Regions from separate parts of the Callithrix jacchus genome. Here region 2 is linked to region 1. Evidence: chromatin contacts called from public Hi-C data. All regions are on one chromosome and are shown on one strand. Each heading gives the region's core, a stretch centred on a gene start, on an enhancer-like site or on the middle of the called end of the contact. The rest is flanking DNA. Distances are from core to core; before and after follow the strand shown.

What was found. Hi-C and Micro-C count contacts between places; a contact is called where the count stands out from the background.
Region 2: a Hi-C map of skeletal muscle shows a contact between it and region 1, with 3 times the contacts expected there. The contact joins the enhancer-like site here to the promoter of CA11 in region 1. A contact is called at or near these places in 3 of 3 Hi-C or Micro-C datasets (induced pluripotent stem cells and skeletal muscle).

Annotation. Positions count from the first base shown.
Region 1 is chr22:42,512,365-42,516,441 of calJac240_pri, forward strand. It overlaps CA11 (carbonic anhydrase 11), which reads right to left and starts at 2,404. Exons shown (of 9, transcript XM_002762329.6): 1 at 1,797-2,404; 2 at 1,634-1,708; 3 at 440-582. The coding sequence starts at 1,863. It overlaps FUT2 (fucosyltransferase 2 (H blood group)), which reads left to right. Exons shown (of 5, transcript XM_078359352.1): 1 at 1-2,768.
Region 2 is chr22:42,566,404-42,570,480 of calJac240_pri, forward strand. It overlaps MAMSTR (MEF2 activating motif and SAP domain containing transcriptional regulator), which reads right to left. Exons shown (of 9, transcript XM_054249637.2): 4 at 3,290-3,432; 5 at 2,924-3,108; 6 at 2,469-2,571; 7 at 2,038-2,232; 8 at 1,538-1,717. It also overlaps a transcript of FUT2 not described here. Among named protein-coding and RNA genes, the nearest start is that of MAMSTR, 5.9 kb to the right of the region's middle. Within about 2 kb of position 2,423, at least 16 of the 16 cell types and tissues checked have an H3K27ac peak or open chromatin away from gene starts, as enhancers often do. A contact at or near this core is called in skeletal muscle, where this site is marked.

The DNA of each region.
Region 1 (4,077 bases), core at 1,154-3,653:
GGTTCCCAGCATGGTATTACAAAGCGGGCCCCAGTATTCACGCTACACTGCCTGCTTTGAATGCCAGTGCTGGCTCTCTAGCTGTGTGACCCTAGGCAAGTAACTTAACCACTCTGTGCATCCGTTTCTGCATCTATAAAATAAGATTAATGATTGTACCCAATTTCTGAGGTGGTTGTGAGATTAGAGGCTTTTAAACCTGCCTGGCATAGGAAATGTTCTGCTTTGCATTGTTTCTGGAGAGATGGGGAGACGAGGGATCCATGCTTGGGAAGGAAAGAGTGGGTGATCCATTTTAGAGTGTAAGCAGTCTTTTCTCCACCCACTGGGTGCCCTCTCCTTCCCCAAGGCTGCCCTCCTACGTCAGCACCCCATTCCCCAGCCTCTACTCCTGCCCATCCCCAGTGGGTTCGACAGCTCCTCCCTCCAAGCCCCTTACCTTCTCTCCTCCAGTGCTGAGCCTTAATGGGGGCAGAAAGGGGTCATAAAGGACCCTCTTCAGCTCCACATCCACGGGACTCTGCCGCTTCCCCACAGCACACAGACTCCACGCTGCATTCACCAGCCCCCAGAAAGGAGGCCCTGGGGATGGGGTCGGAGTAGGAGGACAAGGCGTCAGAAATAGTGACTGGATCCCAGGAGTGGCATCTGCTGAGTGGGCTGTGGTCCGGACTCCCAGATCCTAGGGGAGGAGGGGCTAGGGACCTAGACTCCTGGGTCTGAGGGAGGACTGGGCTCGGATCCAGAATTCTGGGTCCTAGAAGAATCTTGGAATAGGTTTCTAAGACCCCCTAATACTCTCAGCCTCTCCTTAATCCAACCCATCTTTTTAATTTTTGTTATTACTATTTTTTTTAGACAGAGGCTCGCTCCGTCACCCAGGCTGGAGTGCAGTGGCACCATCTCGACTCACTGCAGCCTCCGCCTCCCAGGTTCAAGAGATTCTTGTGCCTCAGCCTCCTGAGTAGCTGGGATTACAGGCGCGTGCCACCACGCCCAGCTAATTTTTGTTTATTAGTAGAGACGAGGTTTCGCCATGTTGGCCAGGCTGGTCTCAAACTCCTGACCTCAGGTGATCCACGCACCTCGGCCTCCTAAAGTGCTGCGATTACAGGCGAGAGCCACCACGCCCTGCCAATCCAACCCATCGTAAGCCATTGTAGAAGGAACTACAACTCCCAGCAGGCCCCAGGGCTATCAGCCTACCCTTCTGCTGTCTACCTGCCCCAGAGCCCCATGGGAGTTGTAGTTCCTCTATCTCTTGTCCCACAACTGGATATTTATTAATGTGTTGGAGAGAGGAGCTACAAGAGAGGGCTGGACAAGGTGGGGGACAGGGCCACCCAGCCTCTGGTTCCTAGCGGGAGCCGGGTCCTTCTTCTCCCTGCAAACACACACAGAATCTCCACCCCCACACTTTCCTTCCACTCACTCCCACTCACTACTTGAAATGCGCATGTATAATGTCCCATGGTGAGCCCCTGGGGTTCAGAAGCTGGCCTGACTCCTGAGGGACAGAGGAGGGGGCTGGGACTCCTGGTCCTGCAGGAAGCGGGGAGCTGGGAACCCAGATTCCTGAGTCTGAAGGAGGCCCCGAGAGGGCCGGACTCCTGGGTCCCCGCCTTGGCTGCACCTGGCACGAAGTTTCCGTGGAGATTATCCTTGTAGCTCCACCAGTCCTCGGGGTCAGGTGCTGGTCCGATGTGAGCTGAGAAGAGAGCAGCCTGAATCCCTCTCCTTGGCACCCCCACCTCCACCCTCCCTCGGGGGCTTCTGCCGGGAACCCCAGGTCTTACCTGCTGCCCCCAGTGCAGCCCAGAGTACCAGCGCTCGAGGGGCGCTCAGACGAGCTGCAGCCCCCATCCCCAGAAGGCCTCCGAGGGACCCCTGCCCGACGCCCAGCCCCCCTCTCTCAGCTCCTATGTCCCCTCCTTCTAGGACTCTCCAGGACTTCCAGCTTTCCTCTCCACCCCACAGGGAGTCCCAGTTCCCCAAATGCCAAAGCAGCCAGGGACTGAGAGCCTGCTTCAAGCCTGTTCTCCCGCTTCTCTCTGTGCCTTTCCTCCTTCCTCTCCTCTTTTCCCGGAACCCTCCAGTCTCCCTCTAGCTCCCGATCTTCCTACTCCTCTCAGCCTTCTGCTCCCCCCAGGGCTACCTCTGGGTTCCTAACCCACACCCCCCTCTCCGTTCTCTTTTCATTAAGCTCTCCCAAGCCACCTAACTCCAGGTCTCCATCCAGCATCTCCTCCTCCTCCACCCTCTATCCTTTCCTGCTCCTGCCTCTTCTCCCCTCTCTCCTTCTTCACCTCCTCCCGCCCTCCCTCGGTGTCGGCCTCCAGCTTCGTGCTCTCCCCACCTCCTCCTCTCCAGCCTCTTCTCCCAGTTTCAGTCTCTCTTCTCTCTCGTCCCTTCCTCCCTCCTCCCCCTCCTTCTCTCCTCTCCCCTGGTGTTATTTAATTTTGTTGTTGGGTGGGGGAGCAGGTGATCTCATAGCAGCAAACACTCCGCGGGTAGGCTGGGGGTGGGGGGTGCGAAGGGAGAGGATACGAGTGGAGGTAGGGGGCTGGTCCCCGGCTCCCAGCCGTGCTGGGGCCACGCGGGCGGGGGTGGCCCGGACACCTGGGGCCCCGAGCAGGCTGTTCCCCATCCTCCGCTGGAAGGGGAAGGGGGAGGCGCTTAAGGTGGAGCTGGGAGAGGCTTCGGAAGTCTCCAGGCTGGGAGCCGTCAGCCTTGGAGGATGCGGGGTCCCCCGGCTCGCAGGAACCCAGGTTGGAGCAACCCCAGCGCCTGCAGCCCCTCTTCCTCGCCTCAGAGCTCCAGTGGGTCCTCCGCCAGGGGCTGCCTTAACGGGTCCGGGGGATCCCCTGGGAGCGTGGAGTGCAGTGAGGGCTGCTCGCCGGGAGGGGGAGGCAGAGACCTGGAGTGGGAGAGAGGCGGGGAGGGGGCGCCGGGAGGGCAGAGGCGGAGAGCTGGAGGTGAGGACCCGCTTCTGCAGAGGCTGGGGAGGAGAGGGAAGCCTGAGATGGATACGGAGAGAACTGGCGGAGGGACGGCGGGTTAGAGAGGCGAGAACAAACCTCCAGGCAGGAGGGAGGAGGAGGAGGAGGGGAGGAAGAGGGAAGAGGAGGGAGGAGGAAAAAGAAGGAGGAGGAGGAGGAGGAGGAGGAGGAGGGAGGAGGGAGGGGGGAGGAGGGAGGAGGGAGGAGAATGAATGAAATACTGAAAGAGGCAGAAAAAGATACAGAGAAGCAGCGAGACAGACATGGAGACATAGAGACACACACTTAGAAAGACTCAGAAACTCAGAGATCAGGCAGCTTGTGGGGTGGAGAGAGACAAAAAGGGAGAGAAAGAGAGATCCAAAGACAGAGAAACACCAGATTTTTGTACTGGGGATTAGAGATGGGGTCAGGCTATGTTGCCTAGGCTGGTCTCAAACTCCTGTCCTCAAGGATCCTCCCACCTCAGCCTCCCAAAGCACTAGGATTGCAGGCATGAGCAACCATACCCAGACTCAGAGATACCACATATTGTTGTTATTATTTATTATTTTTCACCCTGTCTAATGATAGTGAAACTGCTCGTTGCCTTTTTCTTTTCTTTTCTTTTTGAAGGCAGGTCTTGCAATGTCGCCCAGGCTGGAGAACAGTGATGTGATCACGGCTTGATCCAGCCTCCACCTCCTGGGCTTAAACATTCTTTCCACCTCAGCCTCCCAAATAGCTGGGACTACCTACAGGCATGTGCCACCCTGCCGGGTTAATTTTTTTTTTTAATTATTTTTTGCAGAGACATGGTCTTGCTACATTGCCCAGGCTGGTCTGGAACTCCTGGGCTCAAGGGATCCTCTTGCCTTCACCTCCCAAAGTGCTGGGAATACAGATGTGAGCCACCGTGTCCAGCCTGCCTGACACCAAGCATTACGAAACAGAGAGACATAGAAAGAGACACACATACATTACTGCAGGTGGAGAGAGATACAGAGAGAGTGAGAGACATAGAAACACACAGACCGGGCATGGTGGCTCACGCCTATAATCCCAGCACTCTGGGAGGCCAAGGTGAGTGGATCACTTG
Region 2 (4,077 bases), core at 1,173-3,672, 54 kb after region 1:
TTCTTTCTTTTTTTTTGTATTTTTGGTAGAGACAGGGTTTCACCATGTTGGCCAGCTGGTCTCAAACTTCTGATCTCAGGTGACCCACCCACCTCGGCCTCCCAAAGTGCTGGAATTATAGGCATGAGCCACTGCACCGGCTGGAATACTTTTTTTTAAGATGGAGTCTTGTTCTATCACCAGGCTAGAGTGCAGTGGCACAATCTCGGCTCACTGCAACCTCCGCCTCCCAGGTTCAAGTGATTCTCCTGCCTCAGCCTCCTGAGCTGGGACTACAGGTGCGTGCCACCATGCTTAGCTAATTTTTGTAATTTTAGTAGAAACGGGGTTTCACCATGTTGACAACGATGGTCTCGATCTCTTGACCTCATGATCCACCCGCCTCGGCCTCCCAGAGTGCACCCAGCCGAATCCAGGTGAACACTTCTTTAATAAATCACTGGCATTTATATCTCGCCTCAGGCTCTGCTTCCAAGAGAAGCTGATCTTAGACCAGATGTTGCTAATATTTTCATCTCCAACCAGAACCCTGGGGGGTCAAGTTCTTGCTCCCCATTCTCCCCCTCCACTCTTTCTTGCTCCTCTCCTGTATCCAAAAGGCATAACCACTCTCCAGGCCCCCCAGACAATAGGCAGCCATCCACTGTGGGTAGGGACATGTAAAAACATCCATGAGGTCTTTGAAAGAAGCAGCAAGCAGCTTGTTTGCCGTGGCCAGCAGCAAAAGGAGCCCCCCAACCGTACAACCCTGGAGGGGGATCTTAAGGAGGCCAAGTAGGCAAAGTTCAGGCAGTCAGCAGCACTTCAGGAGGCAGGTGGGGTGGGAGGTTGTCTCCAATCCTGTGTCTGCAATAGGAGGGGCTCTACTGGTCCTTCCCTCTCCTCCCCCAGGGAGCTTTTCTCCACCCCCACCAGTTCTGTTTCTGGAAACCCCTGAATCCATCACCACGGGTCCTCCAGCAGGTCCCACAGCCGGCTACTGCCGGAGTCAGATAAGTCAGCAGAGAAGATGCTGGGGACTGGGGGACCAGAACCCAGTGGAGGACCCCCACTCAGGGCCTCCAGCCAGTCCAGGGAGTCCGTGGGGTCCCTGGGAGAAGGGGAGGAGGAGTTCGTAGGGGACGGGAGTGAAGAGGAGAAAACAGATGAGAGGCCTTCTGAGTCCGGGGAGGGAGACAGCACGTCGAAGGAGCCAGGGAAGTCCAGGGGGATGGGAGGCAGGGGGTCTACGGTATAAAGAATGATACGTGAGCTTGGAAAGTCAGGGATCCGGGCGCCAGCCCCCCATACACCATTTCTAGGAGTTCAACTCCCCGGCCCACGCCTCCCGCGGACGCAGGAGACCAGAACTTCAAGGCCCATCTCCCCCAAATCTAGGAGTTCAGATCATACCAACAGGCTCCACCTGATCCTCCAGGATATCATCGATGCCCCGGTTCGGAAGCAACTGCGGATGGGAAAATTCGGCATGAACTCGGGACTCTGACCTGGGCTTGACTGGAGACCCCCAGCGCGGATTCGACCTGCACCCTCTTACCTGCGCCCTCCGGATTGCTTCCTGCAGCTCCTCCTCCAGAGTCAGAGCCACGGAGCCCGGCGCGGAGGAAGGGGTCAGGGCTGGAGCTGCAGCCAGAGCGGTAGTTGGAGCTGGAGCCATCCCCGGGGTATCCGCGGCACGTGGAAGAGTTGGCAGGTGAGATGCTGCGCTGGGCTTGACCTAGAACCGTCAAGAGGACGATCTCCCGTAAGCCACGCCCACCGGGCGCAACCCCACCCACTCGCAACGTGTGGCTCCGCCTCTTGATCCTGTCGCGGCCCCTCGCTCCTCCGTTCTTCCTTTGGCCTCGCCCCCTATTCTTTCATTATCTCTTCCCTAAAGATCCGCCTTCTGTTGCTCTGAACCACGCCCCCTCGCCTTCAAGGCTTCCCACCGCTAGGCCGCGCCCCCACACTTCATTGGCTAGTTTTTTAGACTCCCCGACCCATCCCACTTTGCTTTCCCTTTATTGGTCCACACACGCATATCCCCGCCCTCACCAAGCTCGGCCGCCGGGCGGCTGCCAGGGCCTTGGGTCTGAGGCGCGGCCAGGGAGCACCCGCGGGACTGTCCTCGCGCCGCGGCTTTGGCCGCTCGCGGGGCGTGGCGCTGCCGCGCATGCGTTCCAGGAGCATAGACTTGGTCCCCGACACTGGGAGGCCCCGCAGGCGCAGCTGCTGCCGGAGCTCTGAGACCTGGGGAGGAGGGGTGGGGAGAGGCGGTGCTGGGCGAACTCCGGGCGCAGGCGGGAGCCAGGACGGGATGTTTGGAAACAGAAAGGCACTGGGGGTCTGGATTCCTGGGACCCTAAAACAGGATGGGACTAGGTACCCGACCTCCTGGATTTGCAGGGGGCAGAGGCTGCGGGGTTGGATTTCTGAGACCCCACCGAGGGAGAGAAGCAGCCTGGAAAGTTGCATCCCAAACTCACCGTCAGCTCCTCCAGTTTAAGGGTCTGGAGTTCCAACTTGTGTGGAGGGGGCGAGGGTCTGGGGACTCCTGGTGGGCGGGGAGTGAGGGGAGTGGGCTTCATCCTGGCGATAATTGTGAGGGATGAGCAAAGGTTAGAGGGACGGGGGTGGGGGAGGCGTTCTGGGGTCCTCAAACCGAAAGGTTAGGGGGCTGGGGAAGATGCAGAAAAGTGGGGGCCCAGAATTCTGGGTCTCCGAGGGCACAAACATGGGGCTAGATTTCTGTAACCAGGGGAAAAGGAACTGGGGGCTCATACTCGGGTCTGAAGGGCCAGGGGCTGGGATCCTGGACTCTTAAACCCTGGGGGAGGTGGGGGGTTTGGGGCCCGACTACACTGGTCTTGGACTCTAGGTTTGAGGCAGGAGATGCTGGGACCTGGATTTCTGGGTCCCAGAAGGGAAATGGGTGTCATACCTAGGATGTGGCTGCTGTGAGTCTGTCCCTTCCCACAGAGGTGGCCCAGGAGGACCCAGGGCGGACCCCTCAGCTTGGGGGCCAGCCCTGGCTCCCTGTCTTGGCTCTGGGGGCATGTACTGGTGGTATGTCAAGTTCCCCCTCGGCTTGGACTCCCTCCACCGTTGGGAGGTCTTGGGAGACTCCTGAAAGAGCAGGTGTCACGTGCTGGGCCTCAGTGCGGCTCCGGCCTTGCTGCCCCTTCCCCGCCCCCATCCCTGGGGCTACATGCCAAGTATGCAGTCAGCTCCGCGCCCCCAAAGAAGAGCAAAAATGGCAGCAGTAGCAAGGGGAACAGAGGGACCTCTCCCTCCAGTCCAGACTCACCTTCTTCTGGGACCCCCAAGGAGGACAGGATTCGGGCTCAGGGAGCAGGACCCCAGGGCTGAAGAGGAAAGGGGCCGTGCCAGAGGGCAAGGCCGGGGCTAGAGCCGGGCTGGAGGCTGAGATCCACGGGTCAGGATCCGAGACTAGAGAGATGGGTGAAGGACCCTGAGAGGCCTGCAGGCAGCCAGCCAGGCCGGGAGGAGCAGGGCTGTGTGGAAAGCGGGGCCCCACGGTGCAGGAGGGCAGGCCAGGGAGCAAGACCTGAGTGCTGGGAGTTGGGCACCAAGACTGCTAGATCTGAGGGTGGAGGTGTAGGGGCCCCCGGTTGTTACATTCTGAAGTAAAGCAGGAATTTTCTATCACAAAGGGGTGTGGTAGCTGAGGATCCCAGATGTCTGAGGTTTTGCTAGGACAGGGGTGGGGCCTGCATGCCTGGTTATTGGAGAGAGGGAAAAGCTGAAAGCTACATCCATGCTGGGCACAGTGGCTCATGCCTGTAATCCCAGCACTTTGGGAGTGTGAGGCGGGTGGATCACTTGTGGTCAGGAGTTCGAGACCAGCCTGGCCAACATGGTGAAAACCCGTCTCTACTAAAAATATGACTATTAGCTAGGTGTGGTGGCAGGCGCCTGTAATCCCAGCTCCTCAGGAGGAGGCCGAGGCAGGATAATCGCTTGAACCTGAGAAGGGGAGGTTGCAGTGAGCTGAGATCAAGCCACTGTACTCCAGCCTGGTGACAGAGTGAGACTCCATCCCAGCTTCTCATGTATAACAAATGTGGAAACTGG